Regions from separate parts of the Mus musculus genome. Here regions 2, 3, 4 and 5 are each linked to region 1. A link is a contact called in public Hi-C and HiChIP or PLAC-seq data. All regions are on one chromosome and are shown on one strand. The core of a region is the stretch at or near the end of the contact, and the rest is flanking DNA. Distances in the headings are between cores, read along the strand shown. Region 1 holds the start of Runx1 (runt related transcription factor 1). Region 2 has its middle 86 kb from the start of Gm41499. Region 3 overlaps Runx1 (runt related transcription factor 1). Region 4 has its middle 50 kb from the start of Gm41499. Region 5 has its middle 23 kb from the start of Gm41499.

The links. Hi-C and Micro-C count contacts between places; a contact is called where the count stands out from the background. HiChIP or PLAC-seq counts read pairs in DNA pulled down with a chosen protein or histone mark.
Region 2: a contact with region 1 is called in an H3K4me3 HiChIP or PLAC-seq map of the SCID.adh cell line, with 13 read pairs. The contact joins the enhancer-like site here to the promoter of Runx1 in region 1. A contact is called at or near these places in 3 of 39 promoter capture datasets (the C10 cell line and hippocampal neurons), 1 of 15 datasets of contacts at CTCF or cohesin (large pre-B cells), 6 of 484 Hi-C or Micro-C datasets (bone marrow-derived dendritic cells, bone marrow-derived macrophages, granulocyte-monocyte progenitors and 2 more), 8 of 115 datasets of contacts at active chromatin or transcription factors (the HPC-7 cell line, the SCID.adh cell line, bone marrow-derived macrophages and 4 more) and 3 of 9 other capture datasets (adipose tissue, liver and macrophages).
Region 3: a contact with region 1 is called in a FOXA1 HiChIP or PLAC-seq map of pancreatic cancer cells. The contact joins the enhancer-like site here to the promoter of Runx1 in region 1. A contact is called at or near these places in 5 of 484 Hi-C or Micro-C datasets (the MNK3 cell line, Th1 cells, bone marrow-derived macrophages and 2 more), 3 of 115 datasets of contacts at active chromatin or transcription factors (the HPC-7 cell line, memory CD8 T cells and pancreatic cancer cells) and 1 of 9 other capture datasets (macrophages).
Region 4: a Hi-C map of the C2C12 cell line shows a contact between it and region 1, with 5 times the contacts expected there. The contact joins the enhancer-like site here to the promoter of Runx1 in region 1. A contact is called at or near these places in 7 of 39 promoter capture datasets (the C10 cell line, the HPC-7 cell line, HPC-7-derived erythroid cells and 3 more), 1 of 15 datasets of contacts at CTCF or cohesin (large pre-B cells), 33 of 484 Hi-C or Micro-C datasets (the 63-12 cell line, the AML12 cell line, B cells and 21 more), 12 of 115 datasets of contacts at active chromatin or transcription factors (DN3 thymocytes, the HPC-7 cell line, the SCID.adh cell line and 9 more) and 5 of 9 other capture datasets (adipose tissue, bone marrow-derived macrophages, embryonic stem cells and 2 more).
Region 5: a FOXA1 HiChIP or PLAC-seq map of pancreatic cancer cells shows a contact between it and region 1. The contact joins the enhancer-like site here to the promoter of Runx1 in region 1. A contact is called at or near these places in 2 of 15 datasets of contacts at CTCF or cohesin (large pre-B cells and pro-B cells), 6 of 484 Hi-C or Micro-C datasets (Th17 cells, bone marrow-derived macrophages, embryonic fibroblasts and 3 more), 5 of 115 datasets of contacts at active chromatin or transcription factors (the SCID.adh cell line, memory CD8 T cells, neural progenitor cells and 2 more) and 3 of 9 other capture datasets (adipose tissue, liver and pancreatic islet).

Annotation. Positions count from the first base shown.
Region 1 is chr16:92,824,718-92,827,551 of GRCm38.p6, forward strand. It overlaps Runx1 (runt related transcription factor 1), which reads right to left and starts at 1,357. Exons shown (of 8, transcript NM_001111021.2): 1 at 1,217-1,357; 2 at 872-987. The coding sequence starts at 929.
Region 2 is chr16:93,041,727-93,044,560 of GRCm38.p6, forward strand. No RefSeq gene overlaps it. Among named protein-coding and RNA genes, the nearest start is that of Gm41499, 86 kb to the left of the region's middle. Within about 2 kb of position 1,390, at least 32 of the 459 cell types and tissues checked have an H3K27ac peak or open chromatin away from gene starts, as enhancers often do. A contact at or near this core is called in the SCID.adh cell line and bone marrow-derived macrophages, where this site is marked.
Region 3 is chr16:92,619,198-92,622,031 of GRCm38.p6, forward strand. The region is part of intron 6 of Runx1 (runt related transcription factor 1); the gene reads right to left. Among named protein-coding and RNA genes, the nearest start is that of Gm30224, 24 kb to the left of the region's middle. Within about 2 kb of position 1,369, at least 171 of the 459 cell types and tissues checked have an H3K27ac peak or open chromatin away from gene starts, as enhancers often do. A contact at or near this core is called in the HPC-7 cell line, the MNK3 cell line, Th1 cells and 6 more, where this site is marked.
Region 4 is chr16:93,005,446-93,008,279 of GRCm38.p6, forward strand. No RefSeq gene overlaps it. Among named protein-coding and RNA genes, the nearest start is that of Gm41499, 50 kb to the left of the region's middle. Within about 2 kb of position 1,351, at least 58 of the 459 cell types and tissues checked have an H3K27ac peak or open chromatin away from gene starts, as enhancers often do. A contact at or near this core is called in the C2C12 cell line, embryonic fibroblasts, muscle stem cells and 4 more, where this site is marked.
Region 5 is chr16:92,978,460-92,981,293 of GRCm38.p6, forward strand. No RefSeq gene overlaps it. Among named protein-coding and RNA genes, the nearest start is that of Gm41499, 23 kb to the left of the region's middle. Within about 2 kb of position 1,347, at least 32 of the 459 cell types and tissues checked have an H3K27ac peak or open chromatin away from gene starts, as enhancers often do. A contact at or near this core is called in the SCID.adh cell line, muscle stem cells and pancreatic cancer cells, where this site is marked.

The DNA.
Region 1 (2,834 bases), core at 107-2,606:
CCTCATCCTGAAAGACCCACCAAGCCCACATGGGCACTATGGCTGAACTCCAGCATTGTAAGTTCCATAAGGCCGCTGTAAAAAATGCAGGAAGGTTCAGGGACCTACGTGGTGCCAACCCATAAGTCTGTAATCTAGTAATTTCTGCTGTGACAGTGCGTGGACTTAGGAAATGGCTTCATAGTTCTTTCTGAGAGAGACTGTGTACCACAACTTGCTGGCTTTCTGTCTTGAGCAATGCCGGCTGCCTCTTTCAATTGAGGCTGAAAGAAAAACCACAGCACAACACAGCATCTTCTGATGGCTTTTCCCAGAACGAGTCTGCCCAAATCCTGCCCTCTGTGGACTTGCCACTTTGGCCCTGAAATCTCCGCACTGATCCAAGGTATACCTGTGAGCTGCCTCTCGGAGACCACTCTGCTGGCACCGGCTCTTCCGGCCAGCTAAGTACTGAGCCTGCTAAACCCAGGGGCAAGCCAAACTCAGAACCAGGGCCAGACAGCTTGCTGCCATCAGAGTAAGTGCAAGCGAATCATTCAGAGCAAGGCACAGCCAGATAAAACCCAAAGAGTGTCCTCCGCGCCAGCCTTCTAATCTCTGGGACTTTAACTGAGAGCGGCTCAGAGCACTTGACACAACTTTCACCCAGCGACCAAATATTTCAACAGCCTAAGCATTTATTAAAACATCCCCGCAGCACGGCGTCTGACAAATAATAATCTCGTGGTCTCAGAGTCAACAGCCTCTGTTTGAATTCCTCCCCCCACAAGCAGGCAGGGACTTCAGGCAGGCACCGGAGGGTCCACGGGCTGCCATCTTAGTCTGCGCAAAGCTGAGCAAAATCAGATATAAAAAAGACCAGCGTACTCACCTCTCATGAAGCACTGTGGATATGAAGGAAATGACTCAAAAATGCTGTCTGAAGCCATCGTTTCCTTTCGAAAACGCACCTCTCCTGAAGGCGGGGGATTCTATAATTTCTTTCACCTTCAGAGCAAAAACCAAGAAATGTCACTTACTCTGACCTCACCTCCCACCATGGCTCCCCACGTCTCTTTCTACCCCCAACCCTAACACTTCTGGTACTCCATGGGTCCTATGGGGTGGGGGTGGGGGAAAGAATTATTGCAGAAACAAATATTCAAATTGTTAAAGATTAAAAAAAGGAAAAAAAAAAGACGAAAGCACCGCCTATGCTGTGGGTTGAACTGCTCACCGCTCTGCGAAAGCCTGTGGTTTGCATTCAGTGTGATTCGTCCTGCCTGCTGACCACTGTGCTGGGCTTACACTTCTGACACTGCCAGGCTACCCAACTTGTGGTTCTGTGGTTGTTTATGAGGTCCAAAGAAGTTTTCACACAACCCAAATTACAAATTTAACTGTTCCCCTTTCCACAGCCCACCGCCATTGGCTCTTGCCAATCACGTGACTTAAGTGATGTCAATTTTTTTTTTTTAAACTTTCTGAGCTATGCCCTTCCTGCCCTCCACCTGCCCTCCCCCAGGCTGTGTAAGGAAACAGTTGAGCAGAGCTTAGCAGAGAGGGGCTGTAAGAGAAAAAAAAGCACAACAAACAAGCAAACAGAAATCCCCTGCCTCAGTCTTTTCTTGCTCTCTCTGTCCTGTGCGGATTTGGTGGCTTTCAGATCCTGTTGTTATTTGTGGTTTGAGGAACAACTGATTATTTAGATAAAGATTGCCTTGCTGTTTATTCAACAGCAATTCAACGTTGGCACCAACTTGCTGCTGAGCCCGGATGCGGCTCTCATCACTTAAATGCTGGGCACCAGCTCGGGAGAGCTGGGTTCTTGGTGAAAGCAAGTGAGACAGAAAAGTTAGAAAAGAAGACCAAGAGCCCTTTTCCGTGAGTGGCTGATCCTGGGAGGGCTAGGCTGGCAACCTACTGACATCTCAAAGCTTGGGAACAGTATGACACGTTTTAATTGTGGGATGAAAAGACCACTTTGATCAAAACCCAAATGATGTTGTCCTTGGCTTTCCCCTTGGCGGATAGGCTTAGCATGGACATCTCTTGGTAAGTAGAGGAAACAGTGGCGTTCTCTTCACACTGGCACCAGTTCCCACGCTCGCTTGCATTAGGAAGTTTTGTGGAGAGCAAAGGAGGAGAATTTCCTCACTCAGCAGAGCTGTGGCCTGTGGGCAGCTATCTGTTCATTGTTTGTACCAATAAAGCCTACTGGTAGCCTTTCCGAGCTCCACTCAAAGAAATGGGCCAAGTCACCCTGCTAGGGATAATTACTCTTTGAATCCATGAAGAGTAACTTGTGACTACCCAAGATCCTGCCTCCTCCTGGCCAGCCCCCGGAGGGGGATATTACACAGCCCTTCAGCCTCCAGAAGTCACATGGTCAGGGGACAGACAATAAAGACAAGATGATTCTGTGGGTGTGAGCTCTTCTGTTCACCTCCACCTATTGACCTCTTCGTTCTATCTGTTTTACTTGCTGAGAAGTGAAGCCTTAGTCTTCCTGGGATCCCCAGGCAGGGCCTGGCCTTCCTTTCCTTACTTGGGTCTTCCTTTTCCTCTGTTCAGTTTCCCTCCATTTCGAGGTGATGCCCGATGAGAGGCTGGGCCTTGAGCAGCGTAGCTCCAAGTGCCAGCCCTGGGTCCCAAATTCCAGGCATGCAAGGTACTTCTCTAAGTCTGAGCCCCAGAGGGAACTCTCATTTGGTTTTCATGGAGATAATTTTGCACACACAGTAGAGACCCAGGGTATTAATGATACAGGTCTTTCCAAAGGACCAGACTCCATTTTTACTTAATCCTATTTTAACCTAGGCAGGAATTAGAAACCTAGGCATTTCTTTCTCCCA
Region 2 (2,834 bases), core at 140-2,639, 220 kb after region 1:
GGTGTCTATTGAACTTAATTGTACAGGAGCATCAAACAATTAAGACAAAAGCCATAAGGGCTTCTGTGGCCTGGGCAGGTTTGCGTTTGATCAGTGTGCATGTGAACCATCTAAGAAGCAGATCTTATTCACTGAGATGATGAATTTAGAATATGGTGGGGCATCTGGCCTATGGGACAAAACAAGGCACAAACACACTGGACCTGAGGGAACTCAAGAGGCCTCACCATTGGAAGCTTCTACCTTCAGTGTCCTCTGCCTGGAAAGGACCAAGTTTGAGCAGTTGGCCTGCTAGATATCTGCCGCATCCTTAACAGAGTTTCGTCATACATAGCTGCCACTCTACAGGACTTCCAGCATCTGATGCAGTGCTTGGTCAGAAAGGGGAAGCCCACAATGAGAGTGAGCTTAGACCCTTACATTCACTTTAACAGTTGACTTCCATGACTGAGCACCACAGATAAAATGGTCATAAGTTTGTTTGTTTTTTAAACATGTGGAAGTCGCCCAAATTTTACACTCAAAATGTAGTATGTTGCTGTTAAGATACAAAGAGCAAAGTTGAATGACCACTTAAGTCAGAGACAGCAAAGTTGTCCATGCCTTTCTCCGACGGCATTTACTGCTCTGGCAGATCTTAAACTCCACCCTCTTCCCCAGTGTTCATTTATGATGGCTTCAACTTGTCTGATCATCCCCTATCCCAATCCAAGAAAAACAAAGAAACCTCTTTCTTAGTTCTTTCCCATATCATTTACTTAGTCTATGCTGTGTGCCACTCCTACCATAGTTAGACAGTTATAGGCACATGACTCTGCCCCAGACAAGGTGGACTCTTAACCATCCAGGTTCACCTTTAGGACTCCGTCAACACCCGCTGGCCCTGGCAGGATAAGCCCCGCCCCCTGTGCCCCCTTCCCAAGAGACTGTGAGGAACACTATAGCTTGTAGCAACCCATCCCTTTGAGCACATCCCCCTTTGAGTTTGTTGACATCCCCCACATCAAAGATCACTCAGCATGGTTTCACTTGCGCCAGAAGACCATGTTTGGAAACCGTCTGATAAGCCTCACTGAGAAGCCACCACACGCCCCTGGATCTCTCGGGATTATTTTAGCTCTCGGAGATCTGATCCTGCACTTTGCAGTGAGGCGCGTCAACCCCAAGTGTGTGCTTTGATTTGGAACCCCAGCTGATGACAGCTGAGCTGTTGATTTAATGGGTTCTGTGCAGATAAAGGCAAGGGCTGGCAACCATACAACTGTCTTCCTTCGCAGGTGAGGAGACAAAGATCTCCGACATGCCTATTTCTCACAGCCCAGGTCCCTGAACCTGGGGCTGGAAACACATCAAAGGCCACACCTTCCCTTCCCAGGCTCTCCCCCAGCCTTGTTCCTCTTCTGTAGCTCCTCCTGAACCCCTCACCAGTCAAACAATGCAGCTATTATGCTCCCTGGAGAAGAGAAGCCGAGTAATTACCTTCCCGGCCAGGTGCCAGGAGTAAGTTTCCTTGTGTGCAATTATTGTGTGGTAAAACGGCTGAGGCCGTGTTTTTAAAATTTGTTTTCTTTTCTTTGTTTTCTTTTTAGGCACTGACTGTCAGCTTGCCAGACACTGGCCCCAAGCTCCTCCATCAACCCCAGACAAGCAGCTTTCTTTAGGATTTGGCTTCTATTGTCTTTCACTTTCTCCCAACCTGGAGTCTCGTGATATTATATTTACAGCTCCGGATCGGTTTAACAAATAAGGCCAGCTCAGCAGCAGTGCAGGTCAAGGTGCGACCCCAATGTTTCTATCTGAGCAGCTGATCCCATGTGGTTTTCATCAGTGACAGGCTTGGGTGGGGTGACGGAGTCTAGGAAGACTTCTGTATGGTATGGATGGAGTAAGGACCGTGTCGTTAGCAGGGAAACGAGGAGCCTTTGATCTTCAGAGTATCATGTCTGAGATCTCCCCACTGGCCTTCTCCATCAGTCAAACCAGATTTATGAAGTGAAGATCGCCTAGTCCTGGCTGTCAGGACAGATGCATGTTACATAATGCTTATGTGTACAGGACGATGCCACGGACTGCCCTTAAGTCTATTTGACACTAATAATTATAACCAAGATTTAAAAACCTCCTTCTACATGCTAGACTTGAACACGTATGTCATCTCATGAGTTCCCTGTTCCCAATCTGACAAGAAAGAATTGTCATTTCTGCTTTATGGGAGATCTTGAAAACAAGCCAGACTGAGATTGCAACGTCATGAAGCTAAGATGTAGCAGAAGACAGCCCTTTTCATCCCAAAGTTTAAATTCCCAGCCACGCTGTTCTAACAAGAACCCCTCATCTATGATAGGAAACGAAGCCAGGACAGCAACCCATGCTTCAGAACAACGTGCACTTCAGTTCGGGCCCTGGGTGATGCTCTGTCTTCAGTGAAGGGTCTCTGTCACTTTCCTTTTATTAGCTGACCTGATTTGTTGGGATGTCTGCCAGTCCAGAAGATGGAACATGCATGTCAAACTCACATTATTTCTAGATGATCTGCAAGGCGCTTTCGAGAAGAGCCTGGCTTTTGGATTGCCATGCACTATAAACCAGATTTCCCTCCCCAAGCTGAGTAGACACCATCCGATCTGTGGAGGAGCTCAGTAAACAAGAGACGATTCTCCACTTCCAACTCTTGCCTGCCCACTGCAACTGGGTCATCTCATGCTATACTTTCTCATTTGCCCCATCCCACCCCATCCATCCCACCCCACCCCGCCCCACCCCACCCCACCCCATCCCACCCCATCCCACCCCACCTCACCCCATCCCACCCCACCCTCTCCCACCCAATCCAC
Region 3 (2,834 bases), core at 119-2,618, 210 kb before region 1:
TGGATTTCCCTGGGATTGGAGTTAACAGACCGCCTTTAGCCACTAGTGGTTACTAGGAATCAAACCCAGGTCCACTGGATGAGCATTCAGTGCTTTAATGTCTGACCCAGCTCTCTAGCTCCCACAAAACTATTTTAAAAAAAAAATCATTTTCCTACCCGATAGGCAATAAACAAGCTAAAATGAAGTCACATAAAATGTTTCATTCCATTCAGAGGAGGCAGGAAAGCCGGGGGTGGGACTAAGAACCAGGTGCAACAGGCATAAAAGTTAGACCATGGCAGATCATAATCCAACTGTATCTATAAAGGTGAATTGTCTAAATCTACCACAGAGGTTGTCAGAACAAGCTACAAATAAAACTTAACTACCTGACGCATACAAATGGCTCATTTAAATGTAGATTCAGATAGGGCAAGCATAAAAGGGTGGAGAAGCTGTGCTAACACCAATCCAAGGAAAGCCCGAGTTGCTGTATCAAGTTTTCTACAAAGCCGATTGAAGATGGAGCTTTTCAGGGATAAGAGATAAGTTACGTTATGATAGTACGGAAAACCAAAAATACATTTTCCTTCACAGGTGTCCCGTGAACAAAGGGTCTCACTAACTGCAATACAAGGAAAAGCAGACAAACCCATCCTTACGGCAGGAGACTTTAGCACCCTCTTCCAGTCACCGATAGACCATGCAAGCAGAAATTCAGACTCGGCTGACCTGGACAGTATCAGTTTGACCTACAGAACACCGGTAGGCCGCTCCTTTCTTCTGAGGCACACAGATCACTCGCTAAGGCAGACTACACTTGAGGCCACAGAAGACTGCTTGGGTTTGAAGGCATAATCATACAAAGTATTTCCTTAGGCCACAAGGACTTAAACTAAAACCAAACAACACTCTCCCCTCCCCCGAAAAACAAAACAAAACAACAACAAAAACCAGTAACAGAAATATTACTTAGAAATCTTCAAAAATTGGAGATTATCTGGAGATGCCATAGCCACCAAATAAGAGATCTGAAAAGATATGTCGACTGTCAGTTACTTAATGAAAATGAAAACACCAACATTTAGGGACTGGAGACGAGGCAGCTTTGGAAGGGAAATTTCTGGTTCTGAAAACATATTTGAAAGGAAAGCCAGAACGCCAGTAACTAATGCGTATGGGGTGAGGAGGGGGAAAGAATGCCCCACACCCGAGGCAAAGAGAAGTAGCCGTATCTAAAGTGATCAATGAAGCTCACTCCAATCAGAAGAGTAAATAAATGTTCCTGTTTCGAAAACTCAAAGCATCCCGATTCAGCCTTGTGCCCTCCCTCCCTGTCCAAGGAAAGGACACGCGGGGACATCAGCCTAGTTCACTTGAGCCTTTGGTGGCCCTGGCACCTGACCTCACAGCCTGGGTTTTCTGGGTCAGGACGTTGGGGCTCTGCTGTAGTCAGGGCTCTGTTCCTTGAGTATTTGGCGGGCATCTCTAAAACAACAAGCCGTTCACCCTCGATCCATTGAAAATAAACAGTGGGCCATGCAATGCAGGGCCACTTGCTTCTTAACGCGCAAAATCTGCTCTGAGAATGGATAAACCCAAGGGGCCTGTTCTGGGTTTTTCCTTAGAAGACTCCCCCTCTTTCTGCAAGGCAGAAGGCAGAGTCATCCTCAGGGCGCCCTCCCAGTGCAGCTCAGTCATGGGTAGCTGGTGTAATGCCCTCTCGGATGCCTCAGAGAACACAACAGGATGTGAGTCAGGACACAGAGATGTTGAGTCAGTTTCCAGGGTGATGTGTCAGGGCGAGCCCCAGGGGAGGCTTGCACCTTCTCATTTGGGACCCTTGTGAAGAAAGACCCAGGATACCTTGTGTAGGAAAGTGGTGGCGCCCCCAGATGCTTGGAGGATGCCCCACCCCCACCCCCCACTCTGCAATGTCAGCTTTCACAGCCCTGGTGTTGGGCAGGTGACCCAACTGAAAGGCTGCTTGCCTCTGGTGGTTTTGAGCAGTGTTTCCTTTGGCTTCTGCGGTGGGCAGTAAACCCACAACAGCTCCAGAAGTCAGAACAGACAGGAGTCACCCCAGAGCTCCTTCCCCCAACCCCCACTCCCCAGGTAGCCAGCACTGGATTAGCATCGCCTAAGCACACCAGTGAGAACCAGTGATAACAGGAGTCAGTTCCCACCAGTTCTGGATCCTGGAAGAAAAGAGGGTTGTGAAAGAGCCCTGGGATTTGCCAAGCATTTGTCTCCCACTGGCTGCAGACATTTTGGTTAGTCATGTGCGTCTCGGCTGCGGTCACTGTTCCAACGGTTACTTTGAAGGGAGGCATCCAGAGTGAGCCAGGATGGAGACCTGCCTGGTAAGGCTGTTTCAAAGGCCTTCGGGGTCTGAGGGACCCATTCTAAATGACATCTATAGACCCAGGAGGTGACAGGCCACCTGAGAAAGGGAAGAAGGAATTGTGTGGCTTCATCTCCTGTTCCGGTACCCAAATTCCTCACTCATCCCGGGGAGGCCTCCTGACTTTGTGGTCAGGATGCTACAAATCTGAAATGCTTATTCCCAACATCAGGGACACTCCTAACCCCGGTGGCTCGCCCCAGAATCCTTTTCCTCCCAAATCTCTGTTTCCTCATTTTTTAAAAATGGGGTTGGGGGGTAACCAGACTCACCTGCCTCCCAGGTGTGAGAGTTAATTAATGTTTGTGGTACAGCTTTGAGATCCACAGATGAAAGGCTCTCTATAAATGCAAAGTGCTATTCCTCATTAGAGCTGCCAGACAGTTCCCAGGGGAAATAGCTCAGCCCTCGCCACGAGGGAGGCCTCTCCTCTCAGCCAGATCAGTCT
Region 4 (2,834 bases), core at 101-2,600, 180 kb after region 1:
TCTGCAGAATCTCAATGACTAATCTGTTCTTTCTTTTGCCAAAAAGAAAGGATGCTCCTCCTCTTCCGTCCACTCCCCCCCACTCCCCCCCCCACCCCACCCCCCACCCCCCGGCCAAGATCAATTCTGCCGGTATTTATTAATCGTCTACCACCAGCTAGACATCGGGCAGGCAACACTGACACCATGTCTGTTCTTGGGAAATTTCCCCTCCCATGTTCCTCTTTGGGCTCTATAAAACAGGCGGCCAGACTACTCTCTTTTGAACTCTGAATCCGTTTTCTCAGAAGAAGAAGAGCCCTCAGAAAGCTGTTTCCTGTCTCTGAGCTCCCTGTGAACTCGATGGTTGATAAATGCTCATCTAATTGGCCAAACACAACTTTAAACATTTTATTTAAGGAAATAAATCATTGTTTCATTTTTTTTTTAAAGTTCTACCTTTCTGCTCTTTCAGAGTTAATATTTGGGAGCTTATCACAAAATGAACTTGATTATAGGGGACACAAATTGGCCATCAGGATCACAATCCCAGTGCACTGGGAATCCTGTGCCTAGATAGCAGAGGAATGGAATTTGAATCTGATAATTGTTAATGACAGGAAAAGAAAAAAAAAAAAAGATTGTTTCTTCTTTGCTGAGCCATCACCCACCTGCAAGGAACAAATTAAAGATATTTACCTTTAAAAGCCTTTGAAAGCTATTTAAAGAAAAATAGACAAAAAGTGAAGTGGAGGATTGAGTCACAATTGAATTTGTTGAAGTAATTAAGTCCCTCCCTCCCTGAACAATTATGTTTAATAATAAACATCTAGGATGCCATTTTTATATTCTTTAGTGCCCTTCATGGTAGTGCTGTTATATAAGCTCACAAACTCAAGTGTGCTTTCCCCTCTTCCCCTAGCCTACCCGTGGTCTTTATTGTTGTTTGATTGAGTCACCTTGTAAAATTATAATCTTTTGTAGAAATATATTTCTAGATGAGCAAGCCCCTCTGGGCTCCTGCAAGCCTCACCTTCGCTGAGCGAGCGACTGACTGGCATGAGGAGCGCGCAGGATCGAGCTCTTGACCCATAATTTTCTATGAGAAAATGATCAGGAAAGCTGGCGAGGCAGCGTGTGTGGAGCCGGTCCAAGGGACCCAGCCTCCCCTCTGTTGTTTCAAACAGTCAACAGCTGCCCGGCCTGTTTTTCCCATCACACTTCAGGATTGCGTTAGAAAAAAATTCACCTTATAAAAAAAAAATCATGAAAACTGAGAACAGGGAAGCGACCGAGCGGAGGCCACTGTGTGGTGAGTTGCTGCTGTCATCCCGGGCTCTGCTCCTGGGCTTGGCACCTGCCCCAGGGGGCTGCATTCCCTGCCCAGCAGGGAGTTCCAGCTGACCTGCTGAGAATGTCCCGTGTGAGTCACCGCCTTTAACTCCATCAGCGCCATTTGCTGCCCACTTGGATGTTTCTGAACAGCTGCTTGGCTCTGAACTCATCCAGTAACTGGAAATGCGGCCGTTGTCTGGCTAATTTTCAAAAAATGGAGTCAGAGGCAGGGTTAGGGAGAAAGAGAAAAGCACAAACCCAGTCAAGAAAGACAGACAGCTAGCTATCTTTACCCCTCGATGGCTTTGAATTCCTTGGAAATCAAATGGCAAGGTCAAATAAACCCAGTTTGTCCCTTTCTTTCTTTCTGTCGCTTACTGTTTGCCTAAGGAAGTTGGGTGCGATCTCATATGGGATTTCATGGTATCTAAAAATTTACCTCCCTCAAGGAGCCTGTCTGATCGTCATGCTTTTAAACTTACCCATCCCGTTTTCCAAACACAACAGTGAATATTTCCCTTGCTCTGGAAACGTTTTTCACATTTGAAGTTCATTTTTAACTCCATCAACAACTTTTAAGAGGCTTCAATTGAACAAGTTTCTGGCCTACACATTAACCAGGATATTTGAGAAACATTAGACATGATCCCTGGATACAGGAATTTGTAATGAAATGGAGAGAGAGAGAGAGAGAGAGAGAGAGAGAGAGAGAGAGAGAGAGAGACAGAGACAGAGAGACAGAGACAGAGAGACAGAGACAGAGAGACAGAGAGAGAGAGAGAAACCCTGATTCAAATGGATTTCAAATGGATGGTCCAGGAACAATATGGGGGAGGTGGGAAGTGCCAGACGCCTGCTAGAGCTATTTGGGCTTCTGAAGTTCAGAGCAATGCTCTGGAAAGCTGCTTTTCAATCTAGAATGATGGTAACCAATATTAACAAGTGAAATTGAATTGACTCTGTAAACGTGAACAGTGTCAGAGCTGGGCACACAGCCCAGGGGTCTGTTAAAGGCTAAACACTTACAGGGTCACAGGGCTTCACTGGATGGGAAGTCTGTGATCATTGTGTGCATCTTCCTATGCATTAACACAGGCAGACATTAAAGAGAAAAATCTCTTCCATCACCAGAGACACTGCAGGGATGGCAGACAGTTCATAGGTCACGAATCCACTGTACTGTATCTGGGATCCAGTCCTTACTTGAAGGTGGGAGAGTAGATACATGGGAGAGAGAAGACACTTTGATTTGTGAAGATCTGATCTGCACGTTCTCTATTTCCTTTCTTGAAAGGAAATCTTAGAGGACAATAAAGAAAAACAGAGTCCTCTATTTTTGTCTTAGCTTTTCATGTGGCTGCCACAAAACACTTGTTAGGAGCAACTGAATAGAGGAGAGGTTCAGCTCAGGCCGTCAGAGACAGTCCACCACACCAGAGGCACGCTGGACAGACTGGCCTGGTAGGTGATCGAAGATTGAGGTGCAAGCTCACACAGCAGGAAGCAGGGAGCTAGGGCTG
Region 5 (2,834 bases), core at 97-2,596, 150 kb after region 1:
GATATCCATAGTGTGGGTTAGTTGGCAGGTCTGAATTTGGCTGCTAGCTCCTGTGGGTCTCCAAAGGAAACAAGCAAGCTCACATAAGAAGCTTACAACAATATAAATTCTTGGATCTTGTCCTTGGGGAAAGCTCACTGTGACCACTAAAATGTCATGAAGAAATTCACTCACCTTTTCTGGCCTACAGGATGGTAACAAGGACCCTCAAGTATACAAGAATTTTCAAACCGCCTTTTCTTGTTTTGGTTTCATGAGATTTCTTAGCCCATTTATCATTTGTATAAAGGAAGGCTACTGATTCATGGGACTTAATTTTATATCTGGACACTTTGCTGAAGTTGTTTATCAGCAGTAGAAGTTCTCTGGTAGAATTTTGGGGGTTGCTTATGTATAATATCATACCATCTGCAAATAGTGATACCTTGACTACTTCTTTGCCAATTTGTATCCCCCTTGGTCTCCTTCTGTTGTGTTATTTCTCTAGCTAGAACTTCAAGTACTATATTGAATAGATATGGGGAGAGTGGGCAGCCTTGTCTTGTCCCTGATTTTAGTGGGATTGCTTCAAGCATCTCTCCATTTAGTTTGATATTGGCTGCAGCTTTGCTGTATATTACCTTTATTATGTTTAGATATGGGCCTTGAATTCCTGATCTCTCCAATACTTTTAACATGAAGAGGCGTTTTATTTTGTCAAATGCCTTTTCAGCATCTAATGAGATGATCATGTGGTTTTTTTTTTAATCCTTTGAGTTTGTTTATATAGTGGATTACATGGATTTTCGTACATTGAACCAACCTTGCCCTGGTATAAAGCCTACTTGATCATGGTGAATGATGGTTTTGATGCGTTTTTTAATTCAGTTTGTGAGAAATTTATTGAGTATTTTTGCATTGATATTCACAAGCAAAGTTCATGGGCGTTTCTGTGGGAGGCCTGACCTTCGCTCTCTCTACATGTCTCTCTCTATTCTTCCTCTCATCTCCTCTCCTCTCACCACCTTCTCTCCTTTATCCTTCATTCTCTTTCTCACCTCGCTCCCTCCCATCGTTCCTTTAATCCACCCAGAGAGCTCAATCCTCGTGCTAGGCACTGTGCCAGGTCTGGAAAACCTGGCTCTCCCTATACAGAAACTTACACCGGGGTGTGTATGTCCCAGGAATGCTAGGATGTTTGTGAAGCTACACCGCTGCCTTCCTGTAGCATCCTCAGCTCTAACGATTCCTGGAAGCTGAAACTGTTGAGTAGATTAGGAGAAAAAGAACAGCTTCCCCAGCTGCTCCCGCCGGTCCCTCACGACTGCTCCTGGCTTCTAAGCCACAGGGACCACTTGCTTGTGCTCACTCAGTCTTGTGACTCACACTGGAGTCACCGCTGACCCTGACCTATATGGAGGATGGTCATTTATTTACCCTTTGAAACTTGATCAGGTGGCCCATTAATTTTGCAACATTAATTCTAAGAGGAAATTAGATTCCAACCAGAGTCATTTGTCTTTTGAAAATAGAGCCACCAGAAGAGAACATCGATAATCACAATGTAATTTTCTGAGTTAGGAAGTGGCCAGAGCTTGGTGTCGAGGCTTCTGCACATCTAAGGGTTTCATGGCATTTTCTTAAATGAAAGAATTTGTTTTGAGACTTGAGGGGGAAAACCACTTCAAAGGGCCATTTCTCCCTAAGATGTAGCTGAGAGCTTCGTGTGCAAATGAAAAAGTCATCTACACATCGTTGGGGATTATACTTCTGCAGTACACTTGTTATCTCCCCGAGTCTACAGAGGCTGGGAGATGGCTTGGCTGGTGAAATAGTCACAGTACAAGAGCAATGAGAGGAGTTTCATTTCCAGAACCCACAGGTAAAAAGACAGGCATGGTAGCACATCCTTGTAACCCCAGCACGGAGGGAGTCAGGCAGATCCTTAAGACTCCCTGGTCAGTCACCTTCACCTACTGGGATGGAGTACCTCAGGTGCCAGTGAGAGATGCTATGTCAAAAGTGAGGTAGATGGCCTTCACTTAAGGAATAATACCTGAGGGTGACCTCTGGCCTTCACATACATTAGCCCCATGTAGACCTTCACACACACACACACACACACACACACACACACACACACACACACACACACATACACACACAGAGAGAGAGAGAGAGAGAGAGAGAGAGAGAGAGAGACAGAGACAGAGACAGAGACAGAGACAGAGACAGAGACAGAGACAGAGACAGAAACAAAGTCTAACTGATAAAGTATTCGAATACATAGAGCTGGTCACAGAACCCAGGAGGTCTATATCACCGAGTGATTCATTTAGCTACAGAAATCTTTCTTTTCAAGCTTGTTAATCTTCTCAAATCTGCTATGTCTTCAAAGATGATTGTTTTCTTCAAGGAAACATCTTCCTTAATAATCTAATCTATGAGTTCTGCCTTCCTGACCAGGTTATGGACTTCTAATTTAATTCTCCACACACCATGCCTTCTGTTGAAAATAAAGCGTTATTTACCTAACAATTTTTGGCCCAATTTATCTCTCTTTTTTAATACATATATCTCAGTTATATGTTTCCAAGATTAAAAAAAATATTACTTTATGACATTGCTACAGTGTTGAAGAAAAACTACAGCTGAAGGCCTATGTAAATATCTGGCTTTTATTTCTCTTCTTTTGCAAACAAACAAACAAACAAACAGAAAATGATGTAATTTTGGCATCTTTCTGGCACCTGGATATATATGTACATGGTCTTATTATGCTGAGACACTTCTGTAGGCATAGTCTTTGGATTTCATGAGAATGGAAGTTCTCTGCCAGTAGCCACAATGTACCT